Regions from separate parts of the Mus musculus genome. Here region 2 is linked to region 1. A link is a contact called in public HiCAR-type data. All regions are on one chromosome and are shown on one strand. Each heading gives the region's core, a stretch centred on a gene start, on an enhancer-like site or on the middle of the called end of the contact. The rest is flanking DNA. Distances are from core to core; before and after follow the strand shown.

Region 1 (7,970 bases), core at 3,198-5,697:
TCCAGGCCCTGACTCAGCAAATCCTGAAGCCTTATCTATGGTAGACATCACTAATCAAATCAATAATGTGGAATGTTTTTCTCTGATCCAACTCAGTTTCAAAGTAATTTAGACCACCAACTCGAGCCAATCTGACTTGGCATTTAAGACAAACTCTGCTTTTCTAAATTATTTTTCTTTCCTTGATAAAATATAAATGTTAATGGGGTAGTGAAGTCAACAGATAAAATTTAGGATGCCCAATTTAATTTGAATTTCAGATCAGTAATTTTTTCAGTATAAGCAGATTTCTTGCAATATCTGGGACATACTAAACTAAAAACACCATTGTTGTCTGTGTGAGATTCACATCTGACTAGTTACTTATTAAACCCAGCAACTCTGGTTTCGGGGAGTTTATTCAAGTAACAAAGGATGAAAAGGCAAATAGCTGAGTGCCAGCCGATAATAAGTGTTTTCCATTTAGTTCATTCATCTATTTAAAGCTGTAACTTTAGGGCAGTGTAAAAAGTTCTGGTTTTAGACTTTTTCCCTAATGCATTAGTTGCAAAAATAATATCTAGCGGTCTGAAGCTATATTTTAACTCCCATACAATACTATTTGTGTAAACTAATAATTCATACCATTTTTATTGTGCATAATTAGAGAACATGAAGTTGTTTTGCTTCATCTATTTCTACTCTCTATGAAAAGAACTCAGGGAGAATGGTGTCTTAGTGTATAGAAAGAATGCTATAGAATTATCCAAACTGTTAACAACAGGCTACCTTGATAATAGAAAAAATATACTAATTGTAATTTTAAATTAAAAATGGCAGCTATTCAAATCCTGACAGTCTTGAGAAAATTTCTGATACAGTGTACAGAAACCAACCCTCCTGCACTATGTGGCATTAGCAGATACCAGCAAGCTCTCATGTGTAGTGGAAATGTTTGTCCTTGCCAAGCACACTATGTGCCAGACTTCTTAGAAGAATAGAAAATTACATTCCCCACTACATTCTAGGCGCTGCCTAGACAGGCACCATTAACAACTTCTTTAGGGATTTGCTAGAAAATAAACCTTGGTTGTCTACAGAAAATAAAATCTATGGAGCTACGTGCAATTTACATAAAAGGACACAAACAGACTTGTAATTGTAGGTCAATTTGGTGGTCATCAGATGTCCCCAAGTGGTTCAGTATCTCATGTATCCCAGATTGGCTTCAGAATTGATAGGTAGTCAAGAATAACTTCGAAATCTTTTACCCTCCTGCTTCCATCTCCCAAGTTTGGGGAGATCAAAAAGCATACATAGCACTGTGGTTAGCTCAGTCAATGTCTTAATATAAAGATGAGCCTTCTAATTTTATTACTAGGCACAGGAAAAATATGAGTTGATAAATAATGCTTCTGAGACCCAAAACATATTATAAAGTCATACAATATTATCTATTGTCTCTCTATTTAATTATAACATTCCAGTGGCTGGATTAGTGGCAGCTTTCATCTGAAAGAGTTTATATAACAAGTGTAACTAGCATCTTGTTTCATGGATTTTGTCGTAGGTTGACCATGTTGTATTATAGTCAAGATGGATACTCCTTTAGTTTTTCTTCCTGCTCTCCACGATTCTTCTCAATAAGGGTCCTGTAATTATGTGGGGAGGCATGGCTGTCGACTGATCCCCCTGCAGATTGCTCATTAACATGCCATCTGAACAATTTAATAACCTTTTTAATTAATCTGAAATTGGCATGTCCCTCTTCAGGCTACAGTGCAGCTTTAGCAAGAGTTAGTCTCTTGGTAGTTCTCCATTTAGCTCATTATTTGAAACCCAAATCTACCCAGGCTAATGAGCATGACCGATTCCTCTTTCCCAGACCATGTAGGAGTCTCCATCTGCACTCGTTGAAGGAGGAGACGAACAGATGTCTTTGGCTGTTATTCTGGTTCTTGGCTTTTTAAAGAAGTGCCCATCTATCGGTCTAGAGATGGAAGAAATTATTTATAGAGTGATTGAAAGTAACTTTTGCTCCCAATTCTTCTCATAGTATAATGATTGTGATTATATTGTTTTTGCTTTTCTTTTTGATGTTTTTGCAACTTCTGTTCTTAATTAGTTTTTCACACACTTTGGTGCTAGATGTAATGTGAGATAAATTAATAGTTTTTGATAGTTTGGTTCGATGAACTCTTACAAATTCTGAGGAAAACTACGTGGAGTTTGGGTTTTTGTTTTTGTTTCGATTCTGAGACAGGGTCTCACATATCCTGAGCTGGATTCAAACTCATGAACTCACTGTCTAGTTAAAGAATGATCTTGAATTCCTGATCCTGGGGCTTGGATAAGAGATTGTAGAACACCATAGCAAGGTATTCTAAGTGATTTTAAGTGTTGGTTGAAATCTTGGGTTGGCATTTGTATTTATTTTTTTTCTAACTTGGAAAGCTAAGCCAGAGAACATCTGGGATTTTTTTGTTTTTAAATAGGAGAAGGATTGTGGGGGCTGGGCATGAGAGAGAGAGAGAGAGAGAGAGAGAGAGAGAGAGAGAGAGAGAGAGAGAGAGAGAGAGAAAGAGAGACAGAGAGAGAGAGACAGGGGGGTGAGAATGAGAGATAGAGAGACCTGGCAACGCTCTCCCATACTTGAACTGTTTTTCGGCCATCAAAGAGAATCTGTGCCTCACACATTGTACCTCCTTAGCCATTTCATTCTTATGACTCATAGAAGTCCCAGCCAACATAATGCCCTGGTTTCCTGCCCCCAAGGGCAAATGTGCATGTACTTGACAGAAGGTGCTTAGGTGATGAAGACAAAGCCCTCTCTGGTGGGGCCGGGAAGTGGGCTTAGCACTGTTTGTAAACTGACCCTCACTGGTGCTTGGATCTCACACTCTTGGATTATCCAACTTGTATTCTCGAAGACGGCTTAGCTGGCATTTGACAACTATAAAGAAGAAACCTCTTTCTTAAGAACATATCCAAGGTACTCACAGGGCAACAGACAGTCTGTGTTTTACAACAGCTTCAAGTTAAGAAGTATTTCTTTCAGCTATGCTCTAAGTGCTGGCGCTTCATAAATATGGATGAAGGGCTCAGTCCCACTATGGGGCTTCCTGTAAAAGTTGCTATGGAATGGATCTCCCCTTTTGGTGAATTCTTCTGTTCTGTCTTCAGTGGAGGGTGAATCCTGTAACAGAGAGCAAAGAAGTATTTACAAGGATCCATTATAGAAAAGATAATTAGAAAAGTTTCCTTACCTATAGTTTTAATTAGGAAATACAAGATTAGAGGAAACTATATCTGTAGCTTTTTCCTAAATATGGCAACTTCAGAAATACAGGAAATGGGGCTGGTGAGATGGCTCAGAGGTTAAAGAGCACCGCCTGCTCTTCCGAAGGTCCTGAGTTCAAATCCCAGCAACCACATGGTGGCTTACAACCATTTGTTACAAAATCTGATGCCCTCTTCTGGAGTGTCTGAAGACAGCTACAGTGTATTCACATATAATAAATAAATAAATAAATAAATAAATAAATAAATAAATAAATAAATAAATCTTTAAAAAAAAGGAATATGTTTTTAAAAAAAAAAAAAGAAAAGAAAAGAAGAAATACAGGAAACGGTAGCCAAGAAGCATCCAGGAAAGTCTATGGAAGTTAAATCGCTGCTAGAGAGCTTGTCCTGCGATAAGGGGTTTCATCTTTCTGATACACACCAATACCCTATATATTAGAGATTGGATTGTTGACGAAGCAGCTATGATAAAGGGTGTGATTCCCTAGAAATACACATTTCTTCTTTCCCCTAGAAAAAGATGGAAAAGAAGCCCAAAGCAGAGGGTGTACCCTGGACCTTGAAACTCTTACCCAAGGGTCCCTACATGGAGACGTAGGCTATTTGATGCTGGTGAGATCTGTTGCTTTCTGTCTCCGTGTGTTGTTATCTTCTCATGGCTTATGGTTATGGTTTGTGGCATGTGCAAGTGGAGGTCGGGGTCGGGAGTACACTTGGCAAACTGCCAACATGGTTCACTTTGGCTTCTGCCCCTATTGATGTAGGCAGAGGCTCCTCTGGGGCAGGTTCTGGTGAACGTTCTTTTGTGATGATTTTTTTTTTAAGGGAAAACAGCAAAGATGCACATTTCTGAGGCTTCTATGGGAGACAAAGAGGCCATTTAGGGGCCTAAGAAGGCTCCTGGAAACTGTGTGACACTGGGACACTTAGTCGAACTGGAGGGGCTTTAGGCAAACCACATTGTTCAGGTCCTTTTTTCTGCCCTTTGTTAGTAGATTTTTTTTGGCTTGTTGAGTACTAAGAAAACATTCTGGGGCTTGGTGGCCTCCCAGCTTGGAGGGCAGATTTAGAAAGCCAAACTCAAGGCATCTTAGACTCTCCACTTGTCAGCAAGGAAGAAAAATAACATGTTTGCTCAAAGTGTCATGAATAGGACACCAGCTACAGCTATGTGGTGGCTGAGCTTGGTGGCTGAGCCAGTCCTCCTCACTCTCTCTGCTGCTCTTCACCCCTACCCTGCCTTCCCTTTCAGCACAGCCCCTCTTGAACTTGGTCTGTACATTCTGGCAGATGCATGCAGGATGCTATGAAAATACTACTCTGTCACCTTGCCTGGGCCTGAGCCCTGTGTTGGGAGAGTTACTTAGGATGTCAAAGATCTCTGATTGTAATTCCTTCCCTGATGGCACTATCACTCTGGGCAAATCATTCTCCCCTCTAGGGACCCCAGTTACTGCCTTTGTAAAGTGAGGGGGCTGGGCAAGTGAGTCTACTATGGAGGCCCCTCCTGTCCTGGCAGCCTCAAACCCTGGAGCTCTAATTGCTTCATTAAAACACCAGGGAATGCCTTGCTACCGTTGTCCTCCTGGCTCCCTTCAAGCCTACTCCCCACTGGGCTCTGCCTCCAAGGAAACAAAAGCAGCTGCTCTCTCCTCTGGGGTTTCCTGGGAATCCAGGGCTCCTCTTGACAGCATACGTGCACAGGCTTTCTCTGTTTGTCTCTCTAGGGGCGGAGGGTCTGGGGAAGGTGGGTGGTGCTGGTTCCCCCACCCCCACCCCCTGCCTGGCTCTTCTATTTTTTTCTGCTTTCTTTGCTAGCATAGCTTCTTGCCCAAGTTAGATTCAAACTGTATTTATTGTGCTCCATCTTGCACAAGGACTTGGGGAATAAGCCTTGCACAAAACCAAAACCAAACTAAAACAAACCAAAATAACACACACACACACACATTCCATTTTTGCTGCAGTTAAAATGTTGTGAAACCAGGTGAAGCAGAAGTATCAGTGAGTGGACTAGAGAAGGGTGATCCCTCATAACGGTTCTCAGAGAGAGATCCACTGCTCACCTTAAGCCTCTGTACTCTGAACTAGGACCCCCCCTTACCCACTACGTTTTAAGAATTATAAACAAAGGGAATTAATAATATAGTTGAAATTTTAGCTAAAGGGTCCAGCTTGTGATTTCGTTATAGAACTCTTGATACACATAGAAGCAGCCTATGTTTCCAAGGGGTCAGAAAAGATTGTGTTTTCATCAGGGCATAGGCAGAACTGAGCCAGAAGAGGGATCTGAGAAGTGAGGTAAGTTTTGGTAGGAACTCAGAACTAGCTGGAAATCAAAGACTCCAACGGGCTATCAGAAAGACTGAACCTAAGGTGACAGCCGTAGGCTGTGTCAAGCAAATTTGGGGAGGTGATGGCATGTTGGGTCTAGAGCCTAACAAGGCAGACCAGCCCCAGCAGAAGCTTCTGATCTCAGAGACGAGCAACTTCACTCTGTCCTTAGCTTCTTGGTGGCATGTGGGTGGTTGTGGGTGACAGAAGTGTGATCAAAGGCGGAGCTTTGTGGATGATAGCTACTCCTGGCTTCTGTCACGTCACGTGAGCTGGAAGAGCATGTACAAATATAAGATCTGCCAACTTAGTACCTGTTAGTTTTTATCTTATTTTTTTCATCTTTAAATTGGTTATGATAACAGCAGGCACCTCTCATAGGGTGGTTGTGGGCATTAAAAGTGCCCATAGTATGTCCAAATGCCTTGGAGAGATCAATATGCCAAATTCTGGTGATTAGTTTTAGAATTATTTGTTAAGGGATATATCCCTGTCAACTCTCCCGAGGAGAGAACTTGTTAAAGAAGCGGCGAGAATCCATCTCCTGACTTTGTGACTTACTGAATGAGAGATAGGACTGTGAAAGTAAGTGACTATAAACTATACTATACTATACTATACTATACTATACTATACTATACTATACTATACTATACTATACTATATCATCCTATATGCTAGACACATGCACATGTGAGATCATGATATACCAAATGCCTACACTATATAAGACTTTGCACACATACACATGGTAGTAGACAAGCCCACAAGGCTGAGTCTATCACACCAAGTAAGTCTCACAAAAAATGGAAAGCTTGTGGCAGGAGGCACAGATACTTCACAGCTTTTAGGATGGTCTACAGTGCTAGATGTTTTGTCATGAGTGGTCACAGCATGCCAACTTGGGCTCTCTATATACACACAGAGAGAGAGAGAGAGAGAGAGAAAGAGAGAGAGAGACAGACAGACAGACAGAGACAGACAGAGACAGACAGAGACAGACAGAGTCAGACAGAGTCAGACAGAGAAACACACACATAGACACAGACACACAGGTGGATTGGATTGTTCTTCAGACATAAGTATGCCTTCCTACTGACTTCTATTAGAACAACATACTCTTCCCTCTTTTATTAACCAAATCTTTGTTTGGGCCAATTTTATATTAATACACATGGCAACTTCAAGCCACCAAGTCAGCCAGATTCCTCTGTTAGTGTCAGGAGAATCCAGTCAAAATGGGCATGACTTTTGATCTCTGGTAGAATGCAGTACACATGGCTTACAGCTGAGTGGAGCCCGTGGAGCCTAGCTCTCATTAGGCAGTTTCTAGTTGAGCCTCGTTATGAATGAGCTAGCCAAGTTCCCCAGAGCCTGAATCACCCAAGAGAAGGCTGCTGGTGTCCCACCAGCCCATAGTCTTGTGAGCTCAGCACTTAGTGGGAATATATGGCCCTTGAATTAGGGCATGGCTTGAGTCTCATCTTTCCAAATTCTGAGTTTTTTTGTGTGGGTGCACAGGAAGTTTTCTAGGGGCCCCTCTAGCTGACTATGATGGTCAACTAGACTTAGAACTCACATAGCTCATCTAAGCAGAGACCTAGAGAGTAAAGGACATTCCCAGAGTCTCTGCACATGGTAGGGTTAGTGTCAGTGGCTTTAATGCATCAGATCAATGTTCTTTCCACCCTATTATCCTATTCCTATTCAAAAATTAACATGGAAGAAGAAATTCTTTCCTTCTCCATAGCTTATGATGGCCAGGAAGGCATCTTTAAAACCCATAGTGCTACCACTCCTTTGAGACCTACTGATAAAAAGGAATATGCAGGAGAAAAGAGTATATTGACTTTGGTTGTAATTGCATTTACTGTGCCAAATGACTCAACTCAGGGTAAAAACACGGTCACTAGATCACGCACTTTAGAACGAATTTAAAGTATGATATTCTTTTTCAACTTGGGAAAGTTTATGCAATTCCTAGGCAATTATTTCTCCGTAAGAATGAAAGCGAAAGGGGCTCTTTCATCCCCTTCCTCTTGTGGCGGCGCCTCCTCATTAGTGATATCCTTCCTCTCGAGCTGCGGCAATACCCTCAAAGGACAGAATCTATTACAGCCCAAGTTCGTCTCACAGACCTGACAGCAATACAGATTGGCAAACTGAAATTGTCTGTCTCTATTCAGGCCCAGACACAGAGTCACATTTATTGAGCAGCTGCTATGTGCCCAGTACTATGCGGACGGCTCCCACCCCCTCCATCTTATTAAATGTACAGGAATTGACAAGGAGTGGGCAGAAATCTACTGACTGTGTGGAAGAGGGGGAAAAGGGAAAAAAAAGTCTTTGATAGC
Region 2 (7,970 bases), core at 1,958-4,457, 220 kb before region 1:
AGAGAGAGAGAGAGAGAGAGAGAGAGAGAGAGAGAGAGAGAGAAGCATTTGTGTGTGCACATGTACACATGCCCACGAGCAAGTATAGAGGTTAGCGAAGAATGTTCAGCAGCTTTCTGGGTCTTTCTCTTCTCCATTCTCTGGAAACAGGAGTTTTCCCTGAATGTGGAGCTATGCTTCCAATCAGGCAGCTCCAGAGAGTCTCCTATTTCTCTCTGCCCTTGCACCATGATGAGGTTACACTTGAGCGAACAGCTATGCTCAGTTTTTTATGTGGGGCGTGGGGAATTCAATCTTAGGTCCCCATGCTTCGGAGGGGCTGCTCTCGCCTGCTGAGACCCTCAGACCATGTCTGTATCTTCTCATATTAGTTTTTGCTTGAGGTTTATTCATACACTCTTCAGGATCAACCCATCCTTCAGACAATGTTCTCTGTCTTTAGTTTTTCTGCTTTTTTGAAGCACTGTACTTTTCTCATTTTGTTCTCTCATTTTAGGAGGAGAAACGTAGGTCTTAGCTTTGTGCTAAAATCTTTTTGTATCTTCTTAACAGAATTATGCATCATTTAATGATCAGGACAATTCAGCGAAATGCATCATTCGGTGGTGTTGTATTTGCATGAACCTCATAGTGTGCATTCATACCCAAAGTGGTATAGACCATTGAGCTTTAAGCTGTAAGACACCTATGTACATGATATAGACTATTGTTTCTAAGGCCAGGAAGAATAAAACCACATAGGAGGAAACCACGGACACAGGATAACTGCACTCAAAAGACATGCTGACCAAGGCATGGTGAGGCTGCTGCAGGTGTAGCACAGTGCAATGGTTAACCACTTGATGGGATCCAGAACCACCTAGTGGAAGAACATTTTTGTACACCTGTGAGGGACTGTCAGGTTAATTGAGGTGCAGAGATTTTTCCACTGTGGATGTCATCATTTCCATGGTTTGGGGACCTGGACAATGTAAAAGGAGAAATCAAACAAGTACTGGCAGTCATTCCTTCTACTTCAAGGCTGTAGATTCATTGTGACCAGCCTGCTGCATGACTTTCCTACTATGATGGGAGGTACCATGGGACTGTGAGCCAAAATAAAAATCTTTCTTCCTTAACTTGTCATTGCAGTTTGTTTTGACATAGCAGTGAGAAAATTTGACTAATATACATGTGTGGTATTTGAATAAGTATGGCCCCATAGACTCTGTGTGAATGAGTGGCCCATATAGAGAAGCACTATTAGTAGGTGTCGCCTTGTTGGAGTAGGTATGGCCTTGTTGGAGAAAGTATGTCACTGTGGGGGTGGGCTTTGAGGTTTCATATATGCTCAAGCTTGCCCAGGGTGGAACACAGTCCCCTTCTTCTGCCTATGGATCAAGATGTAGAACTCTCGACTCCTCCAGTACCATGTCTGCCTGAACGCTGCCATGCTTCCCTGCCATGATGACTGTGCACTGTACAGCATGACCAATTCCATGTTCTTCCTTATAAAAGTCACCTTGGTCCTGGTGCCTCTTTATAGCAATAAAACCCTAACATGACAAACTGTCTTAAAGTAAAAATTTTCAGTAAATAGTTCACTTTAAAATCATAGTACACATAAGAATTAGTAACCTGGCTGTTCATTATCATTAATAAATACTGTCCGTTTATTGACTTTTAGACAATGGCTGGCACAGTACGTGGTATGCCAGTATCACCGCAGAATGAACACTGTCCTGGATGTGGTCGGTTGTTGACCTGAAGGTCGTGGCTCATTCTGGGACTGTGTGGTTGTGTATTTCCATCTCTGATTTCAACTATGAATCTAGTGACATTTCTTTTGTCATTGCTCATTTGGATCTTATTAGCAAACATTCATTCTCTGAGACCTTAAACTGTGGCTAATCCTATCAGAGAATAATTATAGGCACTATATTATTACAGAAACCTTACTGTAAATACTAAGTAGCAAATTCTAGGTGTTAAAGACAGTGCAGAAATGAGAGTACAATGCATCTATTTAATACATTTTTTAATATTGGTTACATGTTGAAATAGTATTTTCAATAGATTAGTGAAATTAATTTCACCTACAAAATTAATGTACTATATTTTTTATTTGAGAAATCATGGTCTTTACTTTGAGTTTCTTTCAGGAAACACTTTTTTCAAAAATTGTGATTATTAATTATAATATGTGTGTGTGTGTGTGTGTGTGCATATGTATTTGTAACATAAACCCTAATATGTTTTCCCAAACATTTCTATTTTCCTATGCGATTTTCTATTTTCCTGAGTGTGATTGCTTTCATGGACTTTATTGCAATTTCAATTATTTACATTTGGGTTGATGAACTCACTCATTAATTCCCACACCCACTTTTCTGGGATTCTCCTTGGCTTTTGGGAATAATTATTAGGGATCTGAATTGGAAGACATCAGCAAGGGTTAGCAGGCACTGTCGCACCTACACTGTCAACAGTGGTTAGAGCCACATACGCACAGCCAGCCTTCTAGGGAGTTGCTCCCAGGAGGAAGTCTTCTGTCCCGGGTGTCTGACCTTCTGCAAGATGCACACAGGAAGGACAGGGTCTGCATGCTTCGTTACTGCTCATCATTCCACCTGTAACTTCTTCCCTGAGGAGCCCAGGCCTGCTCACAGTGTTTAGAGCCCAGTGTCTGGTGGCCCAGACTCTTTTTTTTTTTGTTGTTTTGTTTTGTTTTTTGTTTTTTTTTTGTTTTTGCACCTCAGCACTTCTAATCCTCTCACAGACATTCTCTCTGAGGTTGGCCTCCCAGATTCTGGCTCAATTCACCTCCCATGGAGAAAACTTGAGCCATTTCTTCTCTAGGGACTTACTCAAAGGGGAAGGTTTTATTTTATCCTACAGTCACTGGATCGGAAAGAAACAGATGGTGTGGATTTGTGGTCCTGGCCACACAAATGTCAACCAGGTGGCCATGCTTTCAAAACCCCTGGAGGCCTGTTTATGAATGGAGGCCTGATAAATCAGCAAATCTTATCAAAATCCAGAGCTTTCTAGCCTTTTAAGTTGGGAAAAGCAGTCACTCCTTCAGCTTCTTGCACATTGGCCATCAGAGCTTTAAAGGCTAAATGATGGGATTTCCCCTCCTTTTTTTTCACATGTGTGAGACAGAGGCCCATTTATTGTGAAAGTTAAACAGAGTGACAGCTTGCTTCGGCTGATGTGTAAGAGTTCTTGACTAGACTGCTTTCCTTTCTTCCATAATAAGTAGTTAATAGAAATTCACTGACCTGCAGTGCAGACTTAATTTATCGCGTATATCAAGTTGATTTAACAGGAATGGAATGTGGTGGAACAATAGCTTCCCCCTCTCCCCACCTCCCCGTGATCCCCCCGACATTCTGCTTGGAAAGAAAATCAGATTTAACACCATGTAGAACCTTTGTGAGTTGGAATAATTGGGCAATGTTTGAAAAAGGTATTTAATCAGCAGCCGTCATCTGTTTATTTGAAAGAACTGTTGGGTTTCAGACAAGGTGGTGTTTGCCTCTAAATTTTTCTTTTCCAGGAAAGGCTGGAGTGGCTTGGTACACTGTGTATTTTGCACTGTCTGAAAGAAAGACTGCAAATCTCGAACTGCTTCTGTCTTTCATGGCCTGTTCTCCATTTAGAAAATCCTTAATTAATTTTGTGTGAAAGCCGACGGTCAGAGGATTTAAGCAAGCAGAAAAACACATTGAATTCCCCACCGCTTGCAAAGCAGGAGAGAGTGAAAGTGGAAAACTGATTAAAAGAAGTCACAGCGACGTTGTCCACCCTTATATTGAGACGTAAATAACAGCAGCAAATCCCATCGCTTAGGAAAGTCTGCGAGGGGCTTTTCCTTTGGAAACACGTTTTACCACCAACTTTGTTCTCTTGAGACATCCTCCATTTAAAAGCATATTGGATATTGGAGATATCCTCCATTTAAAAGCATATTGGAACTAACCCAGCATTGCTTTTAATTAGCACAGAAATGCTAATTAGATTTTTTTCTGTGTGATGCTCAATGCTGGCTGTCAGAGTCCTGCATTTTTCATTCCAGTTGCAATGAAGGTACCGAGGGGGTCACCAGACCCACTTGCAAATTGATGAAGGCCAGTACATCCAGGCTGATTGTTATTTTAAAACTGTAGAGATCTGTTAGAAGACACATGAGTCTAATGGCGCTCGAAAAGAAAAAATAAATAAATAAATAAAAAGAGCGGGCTTTTTCTTTGCTCTAGACAGGAGCATAATTTCACAAATTATTCAGTATGTGTGGCCCATGCAAATCAGGCTTCTTAGTGCAGAGTCAATGCAAACACACCCAAAGCTCAATTTGGGAAGGAATCTGTTTTCATGCAACAGTCCCTTGTGAAAACAAATAGCTGCCTTCCTTTCATTGTACAAGCTTAGCCTGGTCCTTCATCTTTCAGGTTTTCTGGAGGAAAAAAAATCTGTCTGTGTTCTTTTTATGAAATACATTTTTGAGACAATAATTTTATACAGTGCTTCAATCTGTTGTCATGTATTAATTTAATTTAGTTGATTTTTAGTTATGGAAGGTAATTTGACTTAATCTCTTTACTTTGCAAGCACCTAACCCTGCCTCTCACCTTAAAGACATAACATATCTAAATACATGATGTAAACCTTAGGTTTGGACCAAAGTTTGTATTAGAGGTGGAAATGAGAGTGTAAATAGGGTTTGAGGTCAATATTTATGAAATAATCCTGGGAGCCTGTGCACAAAAGGGATTCGTTTCTATTAAATTACATGGTAAAAGTGCTGATAGGGGCATAGCTCACTCAGTCAGTAAAGCGTCTGCCTTACAAGCATGAGGACTTGAATTTTAGACCCAAAATGCATGTTCACAAGAAGCCCGAAGCTGGCCTGATGCAGCACTCAGGAGGCAGAGCAGGAGAGAGTTCTATGAGTTCAAGGTCAGACTGGTCTACATAGGATATTCCAGATCAGCAGCTACACATGAGAGCTTGTCTCAAACCAAACCAAACCAAACCAAACCAAACCAAACCAAACCAAACCAAACCAAACCAAACCAAACCAAACCAAACCAAACCAAACCAAGCATTCTCCTCCTCAAAAACAAGCCTAAAATAAACAAAAAGCCGAGTATGGTATCTACACACTTGGGACTCCAGTGCTGGAGAGGCAGATCCCTAGGGCTCCTTCCCCAACCAGCCTGCTCTCCTTGGTAAGGCTTGCTTTTAATCTTCTGAAGGCTGCGACTTTTAATACAACTCTTCATGTTGTGGTTAACCCCACCCCCACCCCGCCATACAATTATTTTGTTGCTTCATCATAACTGCAATTTTGCTACGGTCATGAATTGTAATGTAAATATCTGAAATGCTGAAAAAGTGGATAGAACCTGGGTGGTGACACACAAGGTTTTCCTCTGAATTCCACATGCACATATCACACAGACTTACATACATATAAACATACATACATACATACATACTATATGCACATACACACACTCATATATATATATATATATATATATATATATATATATATATATATATATATATACACACACACAGAGAAAGAGTGAGAGAGAACACACACACACAGAGGGAAGAGAGAGAGAGAGAGAGAGAGAGAGAGAGAGAGAGAGAGAGTTATTAATAACCAGTTACAGATTTGTCCAGAAACCTGGAAGAAAACATTTATCAAAACTTCTTACCTTAGGAATATGCATTTCCACCTGACACTAAATTCTCTGTAATTTCTATTCATTTGAACAAATTGCTAAGTTATTTCTAAAGTCTGAGTTGTAAAATATTAGAAAAGAAATCGCATAGGATTGCTTTTTGGTCCACTTGGCATACCGTATAGTGATAGTAAGAAGCGCACAGCAGTGATCACTGTAATATTTATTAGCTGCCTACATTGTCCTGGCACTGTGCAACATAGTCTACATCAAAGCCATAGCAAGGGAGCCCCATTATTATCTCCACTGTATAATAGAGGACAATATGGCTCCAAGCATTATGGCACTTGCCCCAGGCTTCACAGCTACTAAATGGTGAGGCTGGACCATCTCCAGAGCTATCCATCAATAACCCTTTGTGTTATTCATTTTGTAGTAGCGTGAGATGTATGTTGTTTTAGTTATGCAGAAAAAAAAAGTGTCTCAAGGAGTTTCTCTCCCTCTGAAAGGTTTGGTATGACCTCATATCTGTCCCTCAGTGTGTGACTTTGCACATCCTTGCATTATCCACTGTAGTACCTCATGTTGTTAGAATCCCTTCTGATTTACAGTCCGGTGAAGAGGGGCAGGGAGATTGGGCAGCTTGTCCAAGGGCTCCAGGAAAAGCCAGAGAGCAAAGCCTGGGTTCAAACTCTGCCTCACTCTAAAAACTTGTGCGTTTCACTTTTGTTTTGTCCCTCTGGACTTTTTTGTAAGTTTTCCCATCTATAAAATAAGGCTTCTCTATCAATAAGGCATGAGAGATAGGTGAGACAAAGCATGAGACTTCTAAAAATGTTTCTTTTAAAAGAAAAATGCATTAGAACATACTAATACTTATTAGCATAGAATTCTAAAATTAAAGGGCTAGGAGGGGAGCTTAAGGGGTGGAGTCCTGGCTTAACTGATGAGAGACCACTGAAAAACCATTTCAGAGGTAATATTTAGTTAGTGACTTTTTTTCAACACAAACTCTTCTGGTATCTACATGTACATATGTGCCTATATACATACATACATACATACATACATACATACATACATACATACATACATACATACATACTCACACATACTTGTGAAGAAAGGAAGTAAAAAATAGTACTAATGAAAATCAAGTTTAGACACTAGAGGAAGACAATATGACAAATCCCACTAAGCCTTCTAAATCTTAAGAACAAGGTCAAGCCAAATAGCACAAGTCTATTCTTAAATGAGAAGACAAGGCATTTTACTGCGAGAAGTGTTTTTTTCTGTAGCTTTAGAGCACCAGAGTGAACCTAATCATCAGTAGCTCCTCAGAGTAAGCAAAGTGATGGATGACTCCTACCTTGTCAGTTTTGGTCTTCTGCTTCTTGTCATGGAGAGATATGGAAGAGATGCTAATTTGATTAGGGAAGGAAATACAGAATGTATGGCTATATGCAATTTAAGACTAGATAATCAGCTCTTAATTGCCAAAAATTCACTGCAGAGATAGATCTGCTGTGTTGGTTACACTGTCAGCAATGCCATTGGCCATGGACGCTGTGTGAGGTGGTATATAGCATGCATAACTGGTTGGTTAGATGTAGGTTCTACTTCTGATGCACTGTTAAATTTGTCACAGTGTAGTAGTACAGAGAATGGACCAGAATGAAGAAAAGAAGATACAGAATGAAGTCACCACTCAGAAAGTTATATCATACTCACTTTATGGTATATATTTTCTTCTCCCCTCTTAACTTCATTCATCTCTTTCTCCTTAAGTCATGGTGTAAGTATTATGTATATATTTCATAGAATGGGGTGGCGATGCACTTAAATATAGATGCAGAGGTTCAGTAGTGTCATATATGTCCCACAGTTAGTTGCAGATATATCTGACATCTATAGTATAACATTAGCATGTTATACTTAGTGTCGTGAGCATGTTCTCATCATTACTATTCTATATGGTGAGTATATCAGTAGTTTTGGACTTGGACTGTCTTACAGAGTGGGACGCATATTCTCTAGGATCCTGTACACCACTCTTTCCTTCCTTCTATTCTTCCCCTTCTATTGAGAACAATGCTTCATGTTATTCATGTTTTCTATGGCTTTTGATAGTAATTTCCATTATAGTTACTTATTTAACTATTTCATGGTCTTAAACATAAATTTCTAAACTTACTTGCTGTCATTCAAAGTAATAAGAGAACAAGCATGGTGTGCTCTGTCAGTGTACGTCAAGGAAGACTTTATTGAAGAGTAGGCACTTACGGTAGATCT

What was found. HiCAR-type assays count read pairs that join an accessible place to other places.
Region 2: a HiCAR-type map of astrocytes shows a contact between it and region 1, with 5 times the contacts expected there. The contact joins two enhancer-like sites. A contact is called at or near these places in 1 of 484 Hi-C or Micro-C datasets (nephron progenitors), 3 of 115 datasets of contacts at active chromatin or transcription factors (astrocytes and neural progenitor cells) and 1 of 9 other capture datasets (embryonic tail).

What each region holds. Positions count from the first base shown.
Region 1 is chr10:92,330,123-92,338,092 of GRCm38.p6, reverse strand. All of the region lies in intron 2 of Gm20757 (predicted gene, 20757), which reads left to right. Among named protein-coding and RNA genes, the nearest start is that of Gm20757, 41 kb to the left of the region's middle. Within about 2 kb of position 4,447, at least 70 of the 459 cell types and tissues checked have an H3K27ac peak or open chromatin away from gene starts, as enhancers often do. A contact at or near this core is called in astrocytes, where this site is marked.
Region 2 is chr10:92,552,223-92,560,192 of GRCm38.p6, reverse strand. No RefSeq gene overlaps it. Among named protein-coding and RNA genes, the nearest start is that of Gm25884, 69 kb to the right of the region's middle. Within about 2 kb of position 3,207, at least 33 of the 459 cell types and tissues checked have an H3K27ac peak or open chromatin away from gene starts, as enhancers often do. A contact at or near this core is called in astrocytes, where this site is marked.